2 separate regions of the Xenopus tropicalis genome follow, and region 2 is linked to region 1. A link is a contact called in public Hi-C data. All regions are on one chromosome and are shown on one strand. Each heading gives the region's core, a stretch centred on a gene start, on an enhancer-like site or on the middle of the called end of the contact. The rest is flanking DNA. Distances are from core to core; before and after follow the strand shown. Region 1 holds the start of pcdh19 (protocadherin-19). Region 2 overlaps pcdh19 (protocadherin-19).

Region 1 (6,277 bases), core at 1,513-4,012:
CCAGCCGGCAAGGGCACTGCTGCTCACAGTCAATTAAAGCCAAAGCAGGAGATAAGGGCACTGGCTGCTGCCTGTAATGCAATGCTAAGGTGTCTTTGGTAAGAGACCGACACTGTATGGGGCTATCAGATTCCTCCCCCCTCCCGGCTAATGACATATCTCTTTCTCTGCACATTCCTCTTCCCCATTCATCCCACTGAGGATGTCTGCCAAGTAACTCAACTAATCCTTAAAGGGTTAATCGCAGCCTGGCTTTATACTGGGTTTGGCAGCTCACATTGGGCGCTGCAACTTGATGATGATATAGATGATGATAGATAGATAGATAGATAGATAGATAGATAGATAGATAGATAGATGATAGATAAATAGATGATAGATAGATAGATAGATAAATAGATGATAGATAGATAGATAGATAGATAGATAGATAGATAGATAGATAGATAGATAGATGATAGATAGATAGATGATAGATAGATAGATAGATAGATAGATAGATAGATGATAGACAGACAGATAGATAGATAGATGATAGATAAATAGATGATAGATAGATAGATAAATAATAAATAAATAGATAGATGATGATAGATAGAAATAGATGATAGATAGAAATAGATGATAGATAGATAGTTAGATAGAAATAGATGATAGATAGAAATAGATAGATAAAATGTCTCTCTCATCTCTATAATCATCTCTCAATATCTTTAAATCTCTATCATCTATTATCTGCACCTCCCCTTAATCCCCAGTTCACTATATGTGGCTAAGTTTAATGGGTGCCTCCGTTTAGCCTACGGGTAATACTAAACCCAACAAGCCGTGTGTAACTGTCAGGCCCAGGGGTGGGGGCTCAGCAATCCCTGCTGCCTAATTGCACTTCCATTGTGACCTCACCCCCCGTGTTGCCGCTGCTCCTCTCAGTGTATCCGCTCATTCATTTGAGCCGTTACCCAGGACATTAGCGAGTTCATGCCCCTTCAGTCCCGGCTGTGTGAGCGGAGAAGGTTGATCCAGGGAGCAGCCCCCTCCCATCCCCCTATATTAAATGGCACCTTGCAAGCCATCAGCGCTCTCCCACTCCTCCGCTCTGCCCTTCCCTGTCTCCCCTGTCAGTCGCACATCCTTCTGTGTAACATTACACGAGCATCTTAACGTAAACCATTACCATCGATTTCCTATAAAGGGGGGGTTGCCTTTAAATAATGGGACATGTTGTCCTTTCATTTCTACATTTAATCGCTGCAGCAGCAACGTGAGTGCCTGTACAGTAGAGAGATGCCAGGGATCAAGCCTCCTGCTGTGTGCCAGGCTGCCAGCCTCAGTGTACATGGCAACGCGTAGCAGCCGCACAGTAAAGGCCACATCAGCCCTCATATGGAATCTATCCCCCAGCATTACACATGGAGCCGCCTGTGTCACTGGCTTACTATTAGTTTCATGTGGCACAGTGGGTTAGTACTGGTACACGGGTGGGGGGGCTTCTTTGTCACCCACTGGCAGATGGGAAATAGTGATCTGTACAAAACTCACTCACCCTACTATTACTCATGAATGGACTGTACAGAGAGCTAGAGATAGGCAGGCAGAAAGATATATATATAGAGAGAGAATGTGGATATTTCTATAGAATGTTGATATCATATGTCTATGTATATGTATGCTTGCCCACAGTATAGGTGTGTGTGACAGACAGGTAAAGGTGGTTAATCTTTAGGTAACTACAAGCAGCTTCACTTTTTTTTTTTAACATTTTTTTTTGAGTGGCAGTAGCGTTGCCCGGCCCACAAAGGGTTAAGCTGCGGTTCATTTGCCCGGTACAGAAGGCAGCAGGTTCCCACGAATAGAAAGTAATGGGAGCTGGGGATTGTAAGGTTATCCTATTGTAGCCGGGGAGGGACAGGTAGCAGCAGTAAAGCAGGGCTGCGGGTCGGGCTGCGAGTCGGGCTGCTGAGCGCTTTCCCATGATGGATGGCTGCTGTACGCGCTGTAAATATAGAGTTTTAGCACTTGCCGGTGACCTGCATTAACAGAGACAACACTGCTGTCAGCGCATCAGCCGCCGGCTAAGCGCTCATCTCCGAGCCGTTTAAATCGAGCTGATCTTGCTGTATTCAGTCGTGCGACTAAGGCGCATAGACTGGACTCTCTCCAGCCGCTCGCACACACACACAAGCTACACTCACACACAAGCTCCAACCTACTGCCGCCCGGCTCTCCCCTTCTCTTCAAGGGCATCGGGACACTGGCATGCTTGCAATGAAATGCCCCCGATCTCCATTCAAATCTCATCCCAATAGGGCAGCCCCAGGCAGGCAGCCCTAGCGCCAGAGCAGTGAGGGGTAACCAGCCAGCGCTGCTCTCCTGCTGTAGCGCGACTACATCTCCCAGCAGCACCCACACCCCGACTTGCCAAGGCTACTGCTGCTGTGCCCCAAGCAGGACAGGTGGAGGGAAGCTCAGTGGGCTAATGTGTCAGGGTGAGCAATGAGCAAGCATGAGAGCAAGCTGGGGGCAGCCCGGGCGCAATGCAGAGAATAATCCCCTGTAGAAGCCTCAGTAGCAGCACCATGGACACCTCCTCTCCGCAGCTCCGTTGCTGCTGACTGGGGAACTTTCTCAACCCTTGTTCGAAATTTGAAGCTCCCCATCCCCAATCAGAGTCCCCCCCTCCTCCTGGCGCGCCGTGATTGGCTGCAGCATGGAGTAGCTTCCAACTTAGCACTCCCCCTCCCGTCTCTCTCCCTCTCTGTAGATTCAGTCAGAGCGCAGCCAGTAGTTTGCAGCAGCCAAGCGAGAGGCAGCCGGGCGCTTGTTATAACAGGGACTCAGCGCTACTACAAGAAAGGCACATCCAGCCAGGGATAGGAATAACTGCAGGCTACACTGATGGCACCGAGCAGCTAATATACAGGTGCCGCTTTTTTCCTCCTTTGCGCAGTGGATTTTAAACTACTTCATTGAGGAAGGTGATCATTTTCTCTCTCTCTTCCTACTGAGATGAGATGATGCCGGGGGCCACTTGTTCTTTTTGGGCATGATGTGGTGCTTACTACTTGACTTCTGCTCCCTGCCATCGCATCGCTAAGGGATCTATTATCTGCCCCAGAAGCCCCTCACATCCCACCCTCACACCCCACCTGCTCAGCCCCTAGCAACCCTCACACGGGGAGCCAGCAAGGTGGGACATGGGATTTTCTTGGCAGATGCACAATTGCAGATGAAAGCCGGCGGTGGGCACTGTGCATTGCGTAAATGAATGAATGGTGCTGAGACTCATCCCTGGCTACATTCATCATTTTAAAGGACACCTTTATTTTTCTGCCTGGATTTCAATGGATCGACCCAGAAAGGGGCTAATTTACTCCACAGAGACTGTGTGACATGATCCCGGGGAGCCCAGGTATTGGCACAATAAGGCAATGACTACAAGCCATGAGGGCGCGATTAAAGTGCTCAACCGGTGCGCACTGAGAGCTGCTGCTGCTGAGTGACACGTTGCGCCTGCAGAGCAGGTGTCTTCCCCGGCAACTCACTGTGGCTTCCCATTGCTTCTCGCCCATAGCCCAGCCAAGGTAGAGCCGCAGCATCCCTGTGCATGAACTGCTCAACTTCAGCTCTGCATCTCTACATCCATTTCAGCTGGCACAGTGAGTGTGTATATGATTGTGGATTCCTGTTTGTACCGCTCGCCTCCATCTGTAGTCCTGATCCATTGCCCCTTCTACTATGTGGTTGTGGCTGAGCAGGGAGATGGATTTGTTGCACATTTTGCTTTTGCTGGTAGTGTCCTGGACTCGATCCCGAGCTCTGATCAACTTGAAATACACAGTGGAGGAGGAGCAGAGAGCTGGGACTGTAATTGCCAATGTAGCTAAGGACGCTAAAGATGCTGGCTTTGTGCTGGACCCCAGGCAGCCTGCCTTCAGAGTGGTCTCTAACTCAGCCTCCCATCTGGTGGACATCAATGCATCGGGCTTGCTAGTCACCAAGCAGAAGATAGACAGAGATATGCTGTGCAGGCAGATCCCCAAGTGTGTCATCTCATTGGAGGTCATGTCCAACTCTATGGAGATTTGTGTCATTAAAGTAGAGATCAAGGATCTTAATGATAATGCACCCAGTTTTCCTACTGACCAGATTGACTTGGAGATCTCTGAAACAGCAAGCCCTGGAACCAGAATCCCTCTAGAGAGTGCATATGATCCTGATTCCGGTAATTATGGGGTGCAGACCTATGAAATTACCCCCAATGATCTGTTTGGCTTAGAAATAAAGACAAGGGGCGATGGGTCTAGATTTGCTGAGCTGGTAGTAGAGAAAGCCTTGGATAGGGAGACCCAGTCTCACTACAGCTATATTATCACAGCCCTGGATGGTGGGGATCCCTCCAATTTTGGTACTGTGGAACTAAATATCAAAGTGATAGATTCTAATGACAACAACCCAATGTTTGAGGAGGCTGCCTACACAGTAAATGTTCCTGAGAACTCTGCCCTTAACACCATGGTTATTGATCTCAATGCCACAGACCCAGATGAAGGCACCAATGGAGAGATAGTCTACTCTTTTAATAGCTATGTGTCAGACAAAACCAGGGAACTTTTCAAAATAGACCCCAAGACTGGTGTGATTACTGTCAGTGGAGCTATAGATTACGAGGAAGGCCATGTGTATGAAATCGATGTACAAGCTAAAGATCTGGGACCCAATTCCATCCCTGCTCATTGTAAAGTGACTGTGAATGTCCTGGATATGAATGACAATGTGCCAGTCATTAACTTGCTTTCAGTCAACAGTGAGGTGGTAGAAGTGAGTGAGAATGCTCCCCCTGGCTATGTTATAGCTTTGGTTAGGGTCTCAGACAAGGATTCTGGGATCAATGGAAGAGTTCTGTGCAAACTGCTGGGCAGCGTGCCTTTTAGGTTGCAGGAATATGAGAGCTTTTCCACCATTTTAGTAGATGGCAGGTTAGACAGAGAACAGAGGGATCAGTACAATCTTACTATCCAGGCCAAAGACAGTGGCAATCCCTCCTTGCAATCTACAAAGTCATTTACAGTGAGAATTACAGATGAGAATGACAACCACCCTCACTTCTCTAAAACATTCTATCAGGTGATTGTCTCTGAAAACAACACCCCTGGGGCTTACCTGTTGTCGGTTTCAGCCAGAGACCCTGACCTGGGGTTAAATGGCAGTGTGTCCTACCAACTTGTTCCATCCCAGGTCAGAGATATGCCAGTGTTTACCTATGTGTCCATCAACCCAACCTCGGGAGACATTTATGCTCTGAGATCTTTTAATCACGAGCAAACCAAAGCCTTTGAATTTAAAATTCTAGCAAAAGATGGAGGTAACCCATCACTCCAGAGCAACGTGACTGTCAGGGTCATAGTGGTGGATGTAAATGATAATACTCCAGTGATAACTGCTCCACCTCTTGTCAATGGGACCTCTGAGGTGTACATTCCCCGGAATGCAGGTGTGGGTTACTTAGTGACTATGGTCAAAGCTGATGATTATGATGAAGGAGAGAATGGAAGGCTTTCCTATGAGATTTCCGAAGGGGACAGAGGCTTTTTTGAGATTGATCAAGTGAATGGGGAGATTAGGACCACTAGAACTTTTGGGGAAAATTCAAAGACCACTTATGAACTGATTGTGGTGGCACACGATCATGGAAAGCCATCACTTTCAGCATCTGCGTTGATTCTCATCTATCTGTCCCCAACCTTGGATGCCCAGGAGTCCATAGGATCTGTTAATTTATCTTTGATTTTTATCATTGCCTTGGGATCCATTGCTGCAATTCTCTTTGTCACCATGATTTTTGTGGCAGTGAAATGCAAGAGAGACAACAAGGAAATAAGGACATACAACTGCAGGTAAATACCTTTTCTGTTGGTGTCTCTTTAGACTTGTTTTTGTGTTCCCCCCCAACAAGTACCCTTATATAATAGTGTTCATAAGGTTAGAAGACTGGCATTCTGTATATAGCAACAAGTATTTTATTAAAATGATATGCTAAGGACCAAGTGTAATGGAGACTGTGTATACAGACGTCAGTTTGGCATTTGTAGGGTTAATCATAGATGCCAAAACTGCCATAGAGTGTTAATAACATGTATAATTCAATATATAGCGTGCTTCTACATTACTAGTAAAACTAGGCCTTTGCATCCTTCCATATACTAACAAATTACATGCAGGGGCCCTGTCAGGGGAAGGGGACAGAATCCTGCAGGTGTCCGCAGTGCAAAAAGACCAT
Region 2 (6,277 bases), core at 1,275-3,774, 48 kb after region 1:
ACTCGGTGCAAGTCTAGTGCACCTATTGATACAACCTGTTGTGGAAATCCTGGAGTGCCAGCAGCACCAGGGTTCCCTAGCGGCAATAGGCACAGCTGGACACCAATAATCTGAGCATGTAGGGTGCAAGTAACCCAAACTACCAGTCAGCTTAATGTATTTATTGATCTGCTTTTCTGTAAGCAAAAGTCTGATTGGTTATTAGACCTGGACCAAGCTTTGTGACTTACGTTACATTTGCCATAGTTTGCTGTGCAAGCGTTCACTGAAATAGGTTACAGCTGTAAGGGGAATATACAGAACATCTGGTATGGTTTGTGTGCCTATGCGTGCACACCAGAAGATTCGCTGATTGTCATCATTTTGTGGGCAGCCAATCTGAAGGAATTTGCCATGACAGTTGTCCCAGAAGCTCATCTCCTGTAGCTCACCTCCAGCCAAGTCAGCCCTTTTCTCCTTAAGCAAATGTGCATTACAACATGTGTGGGATAGCCTTCTGATTTGACTTTGTTTCTAACATCAGTCAATATTCTGCTTTTTAAAAATGTGCAAAGCTACTATGCAGATTTACGAATTCCTCTGTGAGTCTGAGAAAAAAAAATTACATTTATGAATATTCATAATATTTGTTCACATTTTTTCTCCCAGCTTGAATATTTGTATTTGTTTCAGTGTGTGTTTTCCCACTAGTTACTAATAGTAAATTGTAGTTATATTAGTATAATAGAAGTTTTTGGGGATGTTGGTAAATCCACCCCATGATGTACTAGGCAGAAATAGAGACACTGTGAGTATAAATGTCTATCATAATATCAGTGAGATGCTATGTCCTTCTGCAAAACTACCTTAAAACCAATTTGTCTTAGCTTAAAGGAAGCCTGAAGGTTTGTGCACAGTTATGTTTTAAGCCATCAAATTTACCTACTCAACAAAAGTTCTTGCAAACTCCAGAGATGTTGTGGGTCGAAATAAACTGCTGAGAAAGGTAAAGGTGCTGAATAATTTTGTTTGGGAATTTTAAGCAGTTTTATGTTTAGAGAAAGATTTATTCTTTTGTTATTCAGTAGCTCGGTAGGGCTGCCACTGTTACAGACACAGAGAGGGGGCTATCTCACATCTACCATTCTAGAGCTACAGTAGACTCTTTCCCTTGGCATTTGCAAGAGGAGGAACTATCATAAGTGCAACAAATCTATGGGCCTAGCCCTTATATTTCTAATTTATAGTTCCAAAATGACTGCATTGGAGCTTTTCATGCGTATTAACAAGGCCTGGACTGGCAATCTGTGGGTTCTGGCAAATGCCAGAGTGGCTGCTGTAAGATGACTGTAGACAGTCATTATTTAGTGGGCTGGCCTCTGTTATTATTTTGAATCTCAGTCTGGACCTCATTTGAAGCCACTGGCATTTGGTTAAACTTGCCAAATTTTGCAGATTCTCTGCAGCGCCTCTTGCAAGTGGTTGTGACAATTTCAAAGCTCAGGTGTGTCATTCTGTGGAATAAAATGTAAGACCTTAAGGAAATGGCTACTAGTGATGAGCGAATCTGTTCCGTTTCGCTTCACCGAAAAATTCGCGAATCTTTCAAAAGATCCGCAAAACGGCGAAAAATTTGCAAAACGGCAAAAATGTTGTGTGGCAAAAAAAGTGTCACCCGAGATTCTTTTGTCACCCGCGGCTATTATTTTGTTGCGTGGCTATTATTTTGTCGCCCGCAGCTTTTATTTAGTCGCGCGGCTATTCTTTTGACACCCGCGACTATTCTTTTTTGATGCCAGCGACAATTTTTGGACGTGCGGCAAATTTTTCCGCGGCACATTTTTTCATCCGTTTCGCAAAGCAATCCGCCAATGGCGAAATGCGGAAATTTGCCGCGAATCCATGCCTGGCGAAACATGTCGCCCATCACTAATGGCTACTTGAATAAATGTTAAAAACAGGCCTGGACTGGCAAGATCCCATAGACAGTTACTTTTGCACTGGGTTGGTGGGGGGCTGTTTGTGCCTCGGTGAACTTGGAATGCCAGGGCCTATTTTGAATCTTAATCCAGGCCTGGTTAAATGCCCTCCACAACCGTTATTTTTGGTTTCAAAGCCAATTGCACTGACCAGTTTTGAAGCATGTGTCCGTTCATTAACCCATCCACCCACCCTTCCATTTCAGTTATCCATGTAATGGAATTGTAGTGAAATTATGACGCACTTTACTCATGACGGTTTCTAAGAAAGCAATGAAAAATGAGGTATGTGTGCATCTGTGAAGTGAAGCCGACCAGCTGCTGCCCAGCTGTATACATACTAACTTTAGGGCATAAAATTGGTTCCGGGGACACACAGGGCAAATTTGCAGCTCTGATAGACAAAGTGAAACTTTCAGTAGGGGGCGTGAGTTTCATTAGCATTTGTACTCCACAGGAAACAAGCGTGGAATAGGCTATCAATTCTCCCTAGCACTGGCCAAAGCTCCCAACTCAATAGCTGGGGCCAGGTGCGAGCACTTAGCCTTTTCATCTGACGCCGGCCCATTATCGGTTTTGCACACGCCCATAAAGACTGCGATTTGTATGCGTGACAGGCCAGGGAGTCTGTGTCCTTTCCATCTGTATCACAAAACAATCTTTGTACTCGGGGGAGAGACTCATAAGATTGATGGTGTTTCTCGGATGCTAGGTTGCAGCATACTGGAGACAAGGAAAAGGGATATGTATCCTCACACCAAGCACAAGCCATTTATTGCTCGTCCCAGATCCTTCACATCCTAATCAGAGAGAAAAATAAGAAGCACTTGTAATAGCACCCTCTTTCAATCAATATTCCACTGGCCCTTCAAGCTTATCATTTGTGGGGAGCAAGCTGTTGAAAAGAAATTACTCTCTATTTGTACAGAGATATTATCAGGTATTAATATTGGACTGTCAGTTGGGATAGAAATCTCATCAATTCACATTTAACCCTTTTGAGATGTTGCCACTTGTTTATGCTGCATATATCATAAAGGGACCAGCACATATAAAATTAGCAGTGGCAGGTGGTGCTCAAAGGGTAAAATATTTCTTAACTGCTTACCAATTGATAATCAAAGTATTGTAAGCTGAATATCTACTTTTATGGTAGGGTAACTGAACAGGGTTGCTATTGCCATGCATATCTTTCTTATTATATGTCTTTCCTATCAATAACATTAACATCAAATGCCTTTTTGTACTGACTAGGCAGGTAAAATACCAGACAACTGGCAATCCTAGCACTGAAACCCCAGCAATGCATCATAGAAACCCTGTGGGGGACTGTTTTAAAATCAAATACAGCCGGCATAGTCACAGTTTGTACCAGGTCCAGTAACACAGAACAACCAATAAGATATTTGCTTTTAAAGAGATCTCCAGTTAATGCTATCTGCTGACTGGTTTACTAGTCCTGTGAGTTTTGGTACTTTATCCTTGTTTTTTGTGAGATATTTTTAATATTGGGATGCGCAACCTATGGTCTGCGAGTTGTTGTCGAACTGCAGCTTCTGCTCATGGCTGTCAGGTGATTGTCATAGAGTCATAGGCTTGCTATCCCTGAAATGGTCCTTATTTTCATTTAAATTGTGATCTCAGTCTTCCTGCAGCTCCAGTCCCACCCCTGGTATACACATTTCTAACACTGATTCTTTTGACAAACAAATAAATTCATCAACATAAAATTTAACCCTTTAAGGGTTGACTTTTTCTTTAAAGGGGTAGTGAGTTCCAGACAATATGTAAACTAGCAATGAATAACCTGTAACTTGGAGAAGTAGAATCTACTGAGCCAACGCTCGTAACTTGTGTGTCCTATATAACATTCTGTAGTCTGTTTTCTTGACATCTGATTATAAAAAGGAGCTTTTGGCTTAAGCCTGAGTGGGAGGTGGGTACAGGTGGCCTATTGCTGTAGCCCCTGCAGCTGCCCCTCAGAGTTTATCTCTGGGAAGGGTAGGGTGGGGTGTAGGTTCATATTTTTCTAGTGCATTTATTAATAGTCAGCAGAGAGGTTTCCTTTCATATTTTTTATAGGAAAACATCTGAAGACTGCTATACCCTCCAACCTTTATAGAATAATAAACAGTGCTACAGTATGTGTTGGGTGGTCAGAAGTGAAATGTTTTGTAAAATGTAGAACATAGCTAGGACCACAGGAAAAGCTGAAGTCCAATTCACATTCCACAGAATCATTTGTATCAGCAGGGGACTCTTTAGCACTCCCTTACAAGTAAAACACGCAGACTCTTTTCAGGTGGTGGGACTGCAGCAGGGATACTAAGAAAATATATGATGACATAATGACTGAGCACAGAGGACAGAGCTTGAGTAGGTTATGGCTGTGACAACCTGGCCTCATATCAACTGTTCCCTCAGCTCCCCTTATTGTTATTGCAATAGAATTCACAGAAGAGCTTTGGAGACCCTTAGTTTTTGAGAGAATACATTCCTCGTATCATTGTTAGAGAGAGAATTTTCTTTAGTCTTTTAAGAGGAGAATTCTATACCCTTTGTGCACTGGAGGTGTTCTCAGGCCATTGTGTTTGAGATGAATCAAATAAATTGGAAAGCTCCTTGACATCCCAGAGGTTAATAAAGCTTAAAATCAAACAGCCAGAAAAATAATGCTAGTAAGAAGAATTTCCTAGCATTACTAAGGAATGCTAGAAAGTGCCTTTGTTTCCTAGCTGCCAGAAGATGCATAACAATTCATCCTATGGAATGGGTAGTTGCGGCTGTCAGTGTGCATTCTGCTGCCTGAACACTTCTGTTATTTCTCTTGTGAGCTCATGCCTTCAAGGGAGGTGCCGAAGATAATCTTTCCACAGCCCAATCACAATAGGTATATAAAATAGAGAACCGGGCATGCATGACTCTCAATAGACGAGTATTCAGAAATACTCAGCACTGAAACCCTCTGCTGGAACTTAACAATGAGTCAACCTTTACGTATTTTAGGGAGGCAGCTCTCCTCAGAAATAGTTGAATTAAAAAAGCAACCATTAGTAATGCCATATGATGTAAATGAACTAGTAGAAATGCTGCCACCAAAGTAGTGCTGCACCACACTGTGTATTAAATATAGATTTCATGTGGCTTATTGGGTATTAAACATTATTATAGAATATACATGTATGTATATATCAGAAACATGAGTACTTTCTTATATGGGGGACAAAATGGTGACCATTGTTGTTTATGTTTAGAAATATCCACTTGTAGTCCTCCAGTTTCTGCACTTTACAGTTTCCGGCATTATTAGCTCTAGTAGAAAGCTGGGAGCTGTAATACTCAACAGATGCTACATTGATGAAGACATGTCTCTCTGTATTAAGTAAGATCATGGAAATCCACTGTAAACAGTATTTGACCCCGGCCATAGAATATAACATCAGCTCTGTAGCAAAGCTAGTAGGCCATCCTAGTGGGCCTCAACTTCAACTGTTGCAGAGAAGCCTCATATTGGAAACATAAGTCATTTCTAATATAGGGGACAAAATGGTGACCTTTGTTGTGTTTTTTCAGAAATATCTAACTTGTAGCACCCCAGTTGCTGAGAATAACAGTTTTCAGCCTTATGAGCTTTAGTAGAAAGCTGGGAGTTGTAGCTCTCTACAGATGCTCCATGGATGGAGGCAAGAATTTTTATTAATGGAGATCATGGAAATCTGCTGTAAACAGTCTAGTGACCCCAGCCATAGAGTATAACCTCTACTGTCAAGCAAAGCTAGTGGGCATCCTAGCGGACCCCAAGTTCAGCTGTTCCTATCATGTGGCCAAGGAGGCTCCATTTAGCAAGGGAGTGATACCAAATAAAATAGTCCGTATTGTACAAAAGTTTTCAGTTTTTGAGAGGAATAGGTTTTTATTTTTGTATATATTTTGCAAATGCATGTCTTCCCAACATGACAAACCACAGCAATGGCAATGACAAACAACACAGCCTGTCCAAAATCATTTTCAGAAAATGCAAATCATGTAGCGCACTAATGAGGAATTTATGACTTAGACCTTCACTTAAAAAAATATACTCCTCGACACATGCATTCCCAAGGCGCAAAACATTCCTTCGCTTCTCTAATAATAGAATTAATTGCTAACAGCCGATGCATAACAGGTGACTTAAAACTTTACATGCCCCTTAACGGATCTATTTTTATAGTGTGGAATTGGTGCCAACATGCATTTTCTCTGACACAATGGCAATCATCTTTTTAAAGATCCCTTTCTTCTGTTGTTCTTTAGCAAACTGGTGTTACTGTACTTGGTAC

What was found. Hi-C and Micro-C count contacts between places; a contact is called where the count stands out from the background.
Region 2: a contact with region 1 is called in a Hi-C map of neurula embryo, with 2.1 times the contacts expected there. The contact joins the enhancer-like site here to the promoter of pcdh19 in region 1. A contact is called at or near these places in 3 of 5 Hi-C or Micro-C datasets (brain, gastrula embryo and neurula embryo).

What each region holds. Positions count from the first base shown.
Region 1 is chr8:52,781,797-52,788,073 of UCB_Xtro_10.0, forward strand. It overlaps pcdh19 (protocadherin-19), which reads left to right and starts at 2,763. Exons shown (of 5, transcript XM_012969243.3): 1 at 2,763-5,894. The coding sequence starts at 3,736.
Region 2 is chr8:52,830,392-52,836,668 of UCB_Xtro_10.0, forward strand. All of the region lies in intron 2 of pcdh19 (protocadherin-19), which reads left to right. Among named protein-coding and RNA genes, the nearest start is that of pcdh19, 49 kb to the left of the region's middle. Within about 2 kb of position 2,525, at least 5 of the 11 cell types and tissues checked have an H3K27ac peak or open chromatin away from gene starts, as enhancers often do. A contact at or near this core is called in gastrula embryo and neurula embryo, where this site is marked.